Linked DNA regions of Arachis hypogaea: region 1 is linked to region 2. A link is a contact called in public Hi-C data. All regions are on one chromosome and are shown on one strand. The core of a region is the stretch at or near the end of the contact, and the rest is flanking DNA. Distances in the headings are between cores, read along the strand shown. Region 1 holds the start of LOC112749019 (UDP-glycosyltransferase 72E1). Region 2 holds the start of LOC112748974 (protein BZR1 homolog 1).

Region 1 (6,511 bases), core at 716-3,215, 150 kb after region 2:
GCATTTATTTGGTTTTTTTTTTTTTCTTTCTTTTTGGTGTAGTGATGGAGATTCTGATTTTACCATAGACCTATATCACGGTGGAAATTTTCATGATACAAGGCACGGTTTAGAATATTTTGGGGGGAGGGTGTTGGAAAACTTGCACTTTGAGCTTGATGAATGGAGTTTGTAAGAAATAGTTAGTGAATTAAAGAGGTTAGGGTACAAAGGTTATGCTAAGATTTGATACTGTGAACCAGGCTATCAACTGAGGATCTTAGAGAATTGATGATAAGTGATAGAGATGCCATGAGAATGGGTAGATTATTAGTGTCACAAACTGTTAAGCATTGTTCGATATATGTTGTTGATGGATGTAAAAAAAGTAATAGTGTTGAGATAACCTCAAATGATGAGGATTATGTGCCTATTGAAGCTAGTGGTCTGATAGAAGTAGAAGTTGAAGGTGAATCAGAATCATCTAGTGAGGAGGATAAATTTGATAATAGTGGATTTGCTGCTGCAAATGGAGACAATGGAGGTGGATCTACTGCTGTAAATGGAGATAATGCTGCTTTTATAAATTTACAGGTGCTGCTGATGTAAATGTGAACATATTTGATGAAAATAACCTTAGATTTGGGAGAGACAGGGATCAAGAAAGGGCTGCTGCTGGAGCCTTGTTAGCCGACACCAACCACTGCTGTTGCATCTTCACAGCCTCCCCTCACCACACCTGCTGCTGGAGCTTCTCAGCCACCTCCCATAGTTGCTGCTGCAGATTTTGCCTGGGCAAGTTAGTTAAAGACGCACACTATTACAATAGGCAACAACTACAATGCAACATGGCAGTGCACTAAGATTTTGCTCTTTCCAGCTGCTGAATGTCGAATCTTGATACGCATGCATTGGGCATGTTCTCCAAATTGCCGATATTCAATCTCTGATTCTCACTCCAACGGCATCACGCATGATATAGGCTCCCAAAATTAGAATTGGATGCCTGAAAATAGAGGCATGATCAGGCATGAGTCATTACTCATTACTAATGTGTTTAATATCAAACTTAGCTAAATTTGGGGCTAAATGGAGAATTTGCATTTTGATAAAAACGGTTTTTTTCTCCTTAATATAGACATCCAATTAACAAAGATGTTTCTGGAAAGAATCCACTGAAATTTGGGCCTAAAATGGAGAATTGTCACTGTATCGTTATTATTTTCGGATAACACATATCTGCTTATTACTAGTCAAGACTCGGAGCCTTTTTGCAACTATCTTAACACTAACTGATAACACGGGCTATACTCAGACCCAAATAGGGAAAACCAAAAACCGGAAAAAACACCTTGCAAAGTGTTCTTTTATTTTTGAAAGAAGAAGAAAAAGATTTTATTAAGAAAGGTATAAAGACGTTAATTAGAAAATTAGCAATCGATAATACTTATGAAAATGGTTCACCAAAAAATGAAACTTATATTAAATAAAAATTAGGCTATTAACAAATAGAAAATTTGTATAGAGGAGCCTAAGTAATTATGGATCTTTTTGTTGCTAAACTTAAGATAAACACACCTCCTTATTATTTTTACGACAATTAAACAAATTTATGTGCTAAGAATATTTCATGTAAACGATATCATGTTTACTATTAATATTTGTCTCATTTTTATTTTTTAAATTTTAAAGTATTTACATTGTTAACAATATTTAGGTAAGTACTAATATTTTTAAAAATATATATAAAATACAATACATTATACATATTAAAAATATGTAAAACAGTTTATATATATATATATATATATATATATATATATATATATATATATATATATATATTTAATAAATAATTTTTAGTATAAAATAATATTTTTGTTTAGTCAAACCAATTAAAGAGCACATTGAAACCTTTGCGGCATGTCAATGGGTGAATGGTCCATGCACTGTAGTCAATATGGCTACCACCTTATAATATGCATCTTCCTAAAATGACCTATATTGATTACATTTATAAAAGCTTTTTATTATCGTTATTATTATTTGACAGAATACCTCTTTCTCATCCACGTTCCATAAATATCTCTCTCTCTCTCTCTCTGAAGCTGCAGAGCCGCCATGGCCACAGCAAACAACGACAAGAAGCCACACGCCGCCATTCTGACCAGCCCAGGGATGGGCCACCTCATCCCGGAGGTGGAGCTTGGCAAGAGCCTCCTCACACAACACGCCTTCGACGTCACCATCTTCCTCATCACCACCGATCTCGCAACGGCTCGCTCCCAAATCCACCAACAAACCTCACATCTAGAAACTGCCCCAAACGTGGTGGAATTGCCGCAACCAGATGTTTCATCCAAACTGGGACCAGACCCTTCCCTATATGACAGAATCATCGTAACCATGACCGAGTCCTTACCATCTCTCCGCTCTTTCATCCTCTCCATGAAGCACCCTCCCTCTCTTCTTGTCGTTGACCTGTTCGGTACAGAAGCTATTCCCATGGCACGTGACCTCGGCATGCAACCCTTCGTCTTCTTAACCACCAGCGCCTGGTTCTCCGCTCTCACCATACACCTTTCAGCTATGGACCCCAACCAGGTGGAGAATACTCATGTCAAGAACCGCGGACCGCTTCCAATCCCTGGTTGCGAACCGATTCAATTCGAAGACACACTCGAAGCTCTCTTGGACCCCCTAGGGCCCATATATGAAGGATACTCCAAGGTTTCAAAGGTAATAAATGGCTCTGATGGGATCCTGATCAACACTTGGCAAGATCTGGAGCCCTCAGCAACGAAGGCGCTGGGGGACTCTGGAATCTTGCGAAGGTTCACCAATGGACCGGTTTATCCGGTTGGACCTCTAGTGAGGACGTTAGCGGACCGTGACACGGGTAGTGTACACGTGGACAACAAGGTTATGCAGTGGCTTGACCGGCAACCGACGGAATCGGTAATCTACGTGTCGTTCGGGAGCGGAGGGACCATGTCTGAGGCTCAGATTAGGGAGCTTGCGTGGGGATTGGAGCTCAGCATGCAGAGGTTTGTTTGGGTGGTGCGGCCACCCATTGAGGGCGATGCTTCCGGCGCATATTTCGACGTCGGAATTGGCGGGGACGGGTCGCCGGAGTACTTGCCGAAGGGGTTCGTGGAGAGGACGAAGGAATTGGGATTGGTGATTCCCATGTGGGCCCCGCAGGTGGAGATTCTGGGACATGCTGCGACGGGTGGTTTTGTGACGCACTGTGGTTGGAACTCTGTGCTTGAGGCAATCTTTGGTGGGGTGGCAATGGTGGCTTGGCCGCTCTACTCGGAGCAGAAGATGAACGCTGCCATGTTGTCGAAGGAGCTCGGGGTGGCGGTGAGGGCGAGGGGTGAGGCGGAGGGTGGTGGCGTGGTTGGGAGGGATGAGATAGCGAGGGTTGTGAGAAGGGTAATGGCGGAAGAAGAAGGTGGTGCAATGAGGGCAAAGGTGAACGAGCTGAAAGCGAGTGCAGAGAAAGCAGTGTGTGAGTTTGGAAGCTCTTATGAGTCGCTGCGTCAATTCAGAACTTACTCTCGCGCCGCTTCAGAGGCTAAAGCTCGTGGTGCATGATCTCAAGAGTGCAAAAATATTAAGGAAAAGTTTAGGAGCCAGCAATTTTATTGCATTTTGGCCAACATGTAACCAGCAGAAAAATGTGAGCTATTGGATGATATTTCACACCAATCTCACACCATCAAATCATCATTGATGGCTAGTTGATGGCTACCAATCACAAATGTTTTGGCCCCTAGTATTGCTCTATAATTTAAGGTATATTTTAATATATTTTATAAAAAAATTAATTATTTTTCGGCCATATTAATATATCGTAACTTGCCAGTTACGTGAAAGCAATAACAAACATGAGCGTTTAATTGGAATTAGTTCAATTAGATATTTTTTAAATGAGTTATGCTTCGTTTATATCAAAATCAATTATCAAAGTATAAATATATATTAAAAATAAATTAAACCACACATGTATTTATATATAAATACATTAGTGGTTAATTTTAGTGACTACTTTTAGTATACAAATAGCTTTTCTCTTTTTAAATATTTTTTATTTAATGTAAATAATATATATGTTAGATATTCAATTCAATAGGTATGCAGATAATTATGTTGATTCTTAATTGTCTTCTCGATTCAGTCATGCATAGGTAACAATAGCTGAATATTTAATTCATTAGGTTTACAGATAGTTATTCTAATGTTAGGGTTTAAGAGGTAATTTGGGGGATGGAGTATTTTTTTTTTTATTGAATCATTTGTAGAGCTCATTATTCACATTATTCACAAAAATTATTGTATACCTAGTAAAACCAACAAATAAAAAATAAATAATTTTTTGAATAATAGGTAAATAAAAATAAATATTTAAATTAATTAAAAATAATGAATTAAAAAAATGGATCAAATACTGAATTTTAAAGAATAAATAATATGAAAACTCGAGTGCAATCAACTTCACGTGAAGTTGATAGTTGGGAGCCCTTAAATAATTTGAATTATTTGACTAAATTTTTATCTAACGACTCTCAGTTATCAACTTCACATAAAGTAGACTGCATCTGAGTTTTCACCTTTTTTTAGATCTATTCAGATAAATACATCTAAAACGTCTGTTTTAAAAATATCTTTTAATAATTAAAATTTAATATATATAATCGACTAAATTGTGTTATTTTTGTGAAAATTAGGTCAGACAATTTAATTTAACCGAAAAATAGTGATTCAAATTTTGAACCTATCTAAATTAATATTATTTTTTATAAAAAAATTATTACAATATTCTTATTATAGAAAATGACTAAAATATTCCTAATATATATAATATTATAATAATTTTTTATAAAAAATAATATTAATTTAGACCAATTTAAAATTTAATTTATTTTTTTATCATATTAATTTATTTAGTCTAATTTTAATAAAAATAATACAATTTAATTAATTATATATATTAAAATTTAAATATTACAAAAAAAAACATTTTAAACCTATTTATCTAAATAGTCCATATTTTTAACTGAAATATATAGTTGAAGCATAAGCATAAGGATGAGTAAGCAGCGGGTATTACGGTTCACTTTCTCTTCAAAAGTGGGACATATATGCAAAGAAATCCCAATCAATATTAAAGCTACATTAATCGAGCATGTAATAAAAACGACAACTCCCTCTAGTTTCAGCTGCTATTATAATTAGAATTAACTCTCTATAAATTATGTTGCGCATGCCAAGTCAAATTTGGCTCCACATTGAAGTTAAAGCACCGATCACCAAAGTTATTGCCTCTGCGTGTGTTGTCTCTCATCACAGCTGCATTTGTACTAGGCTAAGTTATCAGAAATAAAGGACAAATTCCATTGATGTTGGCTTCGACCCATCCCTCTGTTTGCATAGACAATTCAATTCAATATGGACACCCAAAACAAAATAAAATATGACAATTCAATATAACAATACTGCTGTGTTTGTTCTAATTATTGCTCCCAAAGGAAAATGATTTTTCAACATGCAAACTGTACTACGTACTACAGGACTCTCTAAAGTCCAAATTGACACAATTATTTCTGAATTTGGGTGTAATTCCAACTTTTTCTTTCATTCCGAAATATTCTAAGACTAATATCACTTTTATTAAAAGTTCATATAAAGTATCATTTTTTCGAAATTGTTGAAAGTAGATCGTTTAATTAAATTATTATTGGATGAATATCGTGTATGCGTGTTCGTGTTTATTTTTTTTTTAATAAAAGATCAAATATCCAATACTAATATAAGTGAACATAAAATATGTATATTTTGACATAATATAAAAAAATATATTGTATAATATCTAACAAAATGTTATCTATACATTATACTGTTTCAATATATATAGATCATATTATTTATTCAATCTGCCAATCTGAGACTGAAAAGTCATTATATATAGTTTAATAATAATGACAAAAAATATAAACCAAATACATCTATCTTAATATTTAGTATGCCAAAGAAATTTCATTTGCACATGAAATAATATATATATATATATATATATATATATATATATATATATATATATATATATATATAATAATAACACACAAATATATAGATGGAGTATTTTAAATCAAAATACTTTTTAAAAAATATTACTTTAGTTTTAGTCATATTTTATACATATATATATGGAGTATTTAATATATATATATATATATATATATATATATATATATATATTTTAAAGGTTTTAATCTGCTGTGACTGATGGGTATTCTTGAGATTTCCTCAAATAAAAGTTACTACAAATAACAATATAATGGAAATATGAAAGGATGATATTTTTAATAAAAAATTAACCAATTTAAACGTAAAAAAATAAAAAGTTAATCATTTAATATTTTTCTAGTATAATATCTTTTTATTAATGATGAAACGAACCAAAATACTTGTTGACGAAGTAAAAAGATAAGGTGCTTAAATTTTGAAGTTACTTACTCAAATGAAG
Region 2 (6,819 bases), core at 2,142-4,641:
TTGAAGAACTTGTTAATTTGCTTTGAAAAATTTGTTCTCATTTATCCTAATTTGCTTTGAAGAACTTATTAATTTGCTTTAAAGAACTTGTACTGATTTATTTTAGTTTATTTTGAAGAGCTTGTTAATGTTATTTTGCTTTGAAGAACTTGCTCTGATTTATTTTAATTTGTTTTGAAAAATTTGTTAATGTTAATTTATTTTGAAGAACTTATTAATTTGCTTTGAAGAACTTGTTCTAATTTATTTTAATATGCTTTGAAGAACTTGTTCATTTTAATTTATTTTGAAGAACTTGTTAATTATTATAGTATTATTTCTGACTTTGATTATTCCTCATTTTGATTCTGTTGATTACAATTTATATTTCTGTAATTTATGTGATTTGATTTTTGTGATTTCTTCGAAATTTCATGATTCCTGTGATTTGTGATTTTTTGTTCGATGTAGGATTCAAATAAATAAGAATTTACCATCACTACCATCACAGGATGAAAGAAGGCTTGAGAATTATGTATTTTAGTTTTTGAATATGTTTGGTTGTTTAAATGTTTTATAAATATATTTAGTAGAGATATTTGTTGTTTATTGCTCTTTAAGTATTTGGAGACAATAAAAAATATGTTTGTAATAACAATCGAGAATGATCTTTTTTTTTTTTATTTTTTCTGTTTTTTTATATTTTTATATTTTTATTACTTTTTATAAAAATCGGCGGAGATCCCGGTGCTCGGCGGATACGGGGTCTCCGTTACTTGTTACAGAAACGGGGACAGGTTTTGGAGGCAGGAGGCGGGATTCGTTGCCATCTCTATATCCGCCCCCAAACGAGTAGGAATAGAGTGGGTACCTACATGTTTAGATAATATTGTCATTCTTACCCTAACAACCGATAATCAAATCGAATTGAAAAAAAAAAAAAAACTGATTTTTTTAATTCTGTTTGGTTTAGTAACAAACCCCTAATTAGTGCCATTTTTCATACATTAAGATATTAATTAATATATTTGCACATGAGTTATCCTTAAAGAAATTAATTTTGAATATATAATAAAATCAAAACATTTATTTTAAAATAAACGAAATGAAGAAAAACCCTTTGATAACTTGGTTCATTGTATAATTCTCAATTTGATATTATGGAGGGAGTTATTTATGTTTAACTAGAGAAATTAAGCTTATTTAAGCAAAAGATAATTAAGCCCCATTAGTTAAAGAAGATTTTACATAATGGTAACAGTTTTCGAAGATAAAAATATGAAAAACATAAGATAAATTTAATTAGTATCCATGTCCTATGTCCTATGTGCTATATATTGTGTGTAAGGGAGGCAAAAAATGGTCTTGTGATGATGCAATTATGGAATTGTTGTATATTTGTTGAAACCAACCAATTGGCAATAATGGAGATGCTCGAATTGTAGGACCCACTTTGGGTGGGTGTTTCTGCCTCATAGCATCTCTATCTCCCACAGCGAATTTGCATGTGGGTTGCAACTTGCTTTGACTGGTCTTCTTGTTTCTCCATTTTCACTTTCGGTTTCTTACCAAAATATAAAATGACCAGCAAGGCCCCTCCCTCATCCACTAACAATATTAAACATCATACCCACACTCTCAAGTCTCAACTCACAGATCCACCTACCATATGCTCTTATATACAGTAACTCTTTATTTTTTAGAAGAAAAAACCACTAAAAATCATAGTTTTATTTTGATTGTTATTGTTTAGTTCATGTTTTGGAAGGTAACACTTTGTTTGGAGGTTGGAAGAAAATAGAATAAAAAAAAATAAAATAAAAAAATAAAAAATTGAATTATTTGTGTGTAAAAAAAAATTATAATAATATAAAATTATATTAATATTTTTATTATAAAATAAAATATAAATATTTTTATTTATTTATGTTTATTATATTTTATGAATATTATAAAATATTATAATTTTATATATTTAATTTAAATTATTTATCTAATACATATAATGTTTAAATATAAATTTTATTATAATAATATATTAAAATTAAATTTATATTAATAATTATTAATAATAATATAACTAAAGATAGTATTAAAAATACAAAAAATATAATACTTTTTTTTTTGTGATGGAAAAAAAATTTTTTTAGTAAAACTTTCATAAATTTTTTTTTTATTTTTTTTGATAATTAAACAAAAAAATATTATTTTTTTTCATTCATTTTCTATCAAACTAAATATAGTGTAAGTAGAGCTAGTGAGGGAGGGGGTAGAGATGTAGGGGTCGGGGGTGGTGGGCCATGTTAGTCATGTGGGTGTGTGGACGCCGCATAATTGGACTGTGGTATGCCGTATAGGTACAGTCTAATCTACACCATCAAATATGAATGTATGTGTTAAGTGCTAACGAACAAACAAGTCATGTGCCTTTGATGAAGGAACGGTGCGTTAGGTCTTTCTATGATAGACATCTTCCCTCCCTCTTTATTTCAACGCCGTGCCCTTGTGCCTGCCTACTACCTTTACACATGACTACATTAGTTACATGAATATTATCACCACAAAATTATCCTAAGCTCAATTTAAGTTCATGCAAGTTTTTCTAATAATGGATGATACATGGACTTAGATTGCCTAAATGTTTGACTACTAGTTACAATTCATTATTATTCACTATATCTTGTCTGCATTCATGATGGATGATGGGCCACTCGGCAAAGTTCCACGAAATTGTTCTCGCGTTTCTCGTTTGTTTTATATATAAACTAATTAAATGATGATTAATTAACGTTAAATAATAAATAACTTAAATACTACCAAAAAACATTTAGCTAATTTATACTCTCAAAATATATTTTAAGAGTATAATAATAATTTTATTTTTTATATATTTAATATACTCAATATAAAATATATTTTTTCAATAATTTTTAATAAAATATTTTTTTAGAAAATAGAATTCTTAAAATGTGTTCTTAAAAAATAAGTCAACAAGATTCTAATAAAATTAAGTTTAATAAGTAAAAAATTTGTGTTGATGCTTAATTATATATTCAGTTTACATATATAATTATAGAAGGTTAGTTAATGCTTCATGGATCGCGTTCCTTAAATGTGTGTGTAAGATCCAATTCTTGTACAGAGAGATCACACTTTTTTAATACATTTATGAACGTGCACGGTTGAATCAATGAGTGTGAGTCTGTATTCTTTCTCTCTAGTGTATACTAAAATTACTTATTAATATAAAATATATATTAAAATATAAATACACATTAAAATAAATTAAATAATATATATAAATATATTAATAATTAATTTTATAAATAATTTTAATATATAAATAATATTTTTATTTTTTTAATCAATGAACCAATAAATTTACAATAGCGTCATTCGAATTCTTTACATTAGTATACATCATTTAATTTAATTATCTTAAGAAAATAATATTAAAATAGCATTTAGCTTTACGAATTTTGGTATGAGAAAAGCAACCGGTCCATTCCTCTCCATCTGCAATCCAACCCTACACATAAAAAAAAATAAAAATAAAATAAGAAATGGTTATGGAAGAGAAAAACCGAGGGAAGTGTGAAAAGGGAAGGAGAGAGAAAGAGAGGAAGGGTGGGAAGAATCTAAAAAGGAAGCAGCACTTCATTTTCTTCTCCTCCTTCTCTTCTCCTGCACCTGACACAAATAACTTAGATTTACAGAAAAATTAAAAAAAAAAATAAAGGATCCTCCTCTCCCTCTTGACACCCACACTCAGAGAAAGAGAAAGAGAAAGAGAAAGAAAAAGAGAGGGAGAGGGTTTTAAGTTTTAACTGTGCAAAGCTAACACAGAGAGCGCGGGTGGAAGCGCCGGAAAGATGACCGGCGGTGGATCGTCGGGGAGGCTGCCGACGTGGAAGGAGAGGGAGAACAACAAGCGGAGAGAGAGAAGGCGGAGAGCGATTGCAGCGAAGATCTACGCTGGTCTTCGAGCTCAGGGTAACTACAAGCTTCCCAAGCACTGTGATAACAACGAGGTCTTGAAAGCTCTCTGTGCCGAAGCTGGTTGGATTGTCGAAGAGGACGGAACTACCTACGGCAAGGTTTCTTCTTCTACTTCTCTCTCCCTCTCAGATCTACTTGCTCTTTCTTGCTTGCTTTGTTGATCCGCTTTCTAATCTTGCAAAAAGTTTGATTTGATCCTGGAGGCTTGCGATCTAACTAGCTTTTGTAGTGTTAATCTGAGATCAGGTGTCATTGTGATAGTTCTAGATGATTGATTATGTTCCGTTAGTTTCACCCTAGAAATCTTGATTGAGATCTGTGTTTTGATGACAGGGATGCAAGAGGCCGCAAGGTGAGATTGGAGGAACTCCAGCGAACATGAGTGGTTGTTCTTCACTGCAGCCAAGCCCACAGTCATCAGCATTCCCAAGCCCTGTTCCTTCCTACCATGCTAGCCCAACTTCCTCATCATTCCCCAGCCCCTCTCGCATTGATCCCAACCTTCAAAACCCCTCTTCATTCCTCCTACCATTCATTCATAACATCACCTCCATCCCCACAAACCTTCCTCCTCTTAGAATATCCAATAGTGCCCCTGTTACCCCTCCTCTTTCTTCCCCAACCTCCAGGGGTTCTAAAAGGAAGGCGGATTTCGAATCCCTCTCCAATGTCTCCTCTCTTAATTCGTTCCGCCATCCTCTCTTCGCGGTATCCGCCCCATCCAGCCCCTCCCGCCGCCACCAATTGGCTACTTCCACCATTCCTGAGTGTGATGAATCTGATGCTTCCACTGTGGACTCCGGTCGCTGGGTTAGTTTTCAGACAACGACTGCCTCGGCTGCTCCTCCGTCGCCTACCTTTAACCTTGTGAAACCAGCAATGCAGCAGATCACTCCCCAGGGTTCCATGGATATGAATGAAGGCATGCAATGGGGCCAGGCTGCAGAGAGAGGAAGACCATCGGATTTTGACTTTGAGAATGGTCGAGTGAAGCCATGGGAGGGTGAGAGGATACATGAGGTGGGAGTGGATGAGTTGGAACTTACTCTAGGCTGTGGAAAGGCCTGATGTTGAAAACAATGTTTAGGGCTACCTTCTTATGTCTATATCACGCCCAAAGGCCACAACACTGCTGCGAACCCGATCCCCAAGCCCAAGTCTGCAGCGTTTCCTTGGCGTCTGCATGGATTGCTTGGATGGAGCTGCCACTCTGCCATTGCCGGGGAAATCGGTTGCTATGTTGCATTTCTATATTTTTCTTATATGTACAGTCCCGTTTATATTTCGTTACATTACATGAAATTTGACTTCATTGTGATGCCTTGTTGATTGTTGAATAGTTGCATTTGAGGCAACCTTTAAAAAGTTTGGTAGTGTTTTGAGACTTAATCTTAACTTATTACTATAGACCAGGAGAAATTGAAGTTCACTGAAGAGATATTCTTAATGCTTTCATACTCTTTATTTCATTACATAGCTGAGCATTCCAATGTGTGTATTTGAAACTGATATGGAGAGATTGAGAAGCCCACTTTTGAAGCTTTATAGTTTTACTCCATTCGGCCTCAAAAGTTTAAACTACTGCATTTGCTGTTTCCAGTTTCCACACTGAATATGTATGCGGTTTTGCTCGATCAGCATTACTTATGAGAAGGTAATTAACATCACTTCCTAGTCACCAAAGGGAAAAAAATTACATCACTTCCATCCTAATAAACTTTCCGCCTTTGTTATGAGAGGGTAACTTGACGGTAGAGGATTATACATATGTATATATTTGGACATTAAGTTAGAGGATTGTATTGTGATAGAGAAAAACACAAAGCAATTATGTGGGGCCTAATATTATCTAGGTAGTGTGTATTAATTTAGTATTTCTGTCATTCTCTTCTGTCTATAATTCTATATCGTGTATCTTCATACTAGAAGGATGTTAGATAACCCGAGGAATGAGGATATTAATTCTCTTATGCATGGCTCGTAAGTGTATTTTTCTTGCGAGAAATTACGAGTCTAGCTGTAAAGTTTCATGATTCCTCATTGTTGAGATAATATGATAGCAACATAAACTCTGATGTGTTGATGATCACTGACGAAAAAACAAGGGCTTGAATCTCAGCACTCTAGACCCTGCAGAAACTAGACTTAGTTAGGGAATATCTGGTGAATCCGTCCACAGTTTGTTTTAATTTTTTTTTTTCAACTTTAATTTTGATCCTATACATGGCTTGCACTAAATTATGATTTGCTGAATTTGAGTGCAAATGTTTTATTATGATTTGGCTGTCCATTATCTACGTGTATAAGATATGAATAACCCGGTGCCTGATGCCTGACTGTTAAAGAGGAATATACAAGTTCAAAGGAGAACACATTATTTCTCCTGGTTCGTAATCTTGAAGGTCAAAATTCAGAACCCGCAAAACAAACTGTCATGTTATCGTGAATATATGTGTTCTTTGCTTTCTTGTTCTTTCTGGTTATTCTTCTTTGGTGTGTGTTCAACGCTCTCGTCTCATGCATGATTCTCTCTCATTGCCAAGCGATGCAAACAGTGATTTATTTCAACAGTGTGCCAGGTCACACCGAGAAGAAAAATCAAAATTCAAAGCTGGGACTTAATGTGAGGAGCCTATATTGGTTCTCCAGGATCTACGGGTTCCTCCAATGGCCCAACCATGATAATCCACCTCTCTCCAGGTTCCTCCAATGGCCCAACCATGATAATCCACCTCTCTCCGCCAAAGCCCAATTATATTTGCATCATTTTAATTAAAAACCCTCAATTGTTACCAAAAACCCAAAAGTACACCCAAGAAAGAAAAGACTATAAAACCGGCA

The links. Hi-C and Micro-C count contacts between places; a contact is called where the count stands out from the background.
Region 1: a contact with region 2 is called in a Hi-C map of leaf, with 5 times the contacts expected there. The contact joins the promoter of LOC112749019 here to the promoter of LOC112748974 in region 2. A contact is called at or near these places in 4 of 8 Hi-C or Micro-C datasets (all in leaf).

The regions. Positions count from the first base shown.
Region 1 is chr15:10,307,504-10,314,014 of arahy.Tifrunner.gnm2.J5K5, forward strand. LOC112749019 (UDP-glycosyltransferase 72E1) reads left to right here and starts at 1,966. Exons shown (of 1, transcript XM_025797278.3): 1 at 1,966-3,826. The coding sequence starts at 2,101. The coding sequence ends at 3,579. It overlaps LOC112749020 (a long non-coding RNA gene), which reads left to right. Exons shown (of 2, transcript XR_003175065.2): 2 at 43-1,236.
Region 2 is chr15:10,153,294-10,160,112 of arahy.Tifrunner.gnm2.J5K5, forward strand. LOC112748974 (protein BZR1 homolog 1) reads left to right here and starts at 3,392. Exons shown (of 2, transcript XM_025797236.3): 1 at 3,392-4,076; 2 at 4,312-5,412. The coding sequence starts at 3,852. The coding sequence ends at 5,046.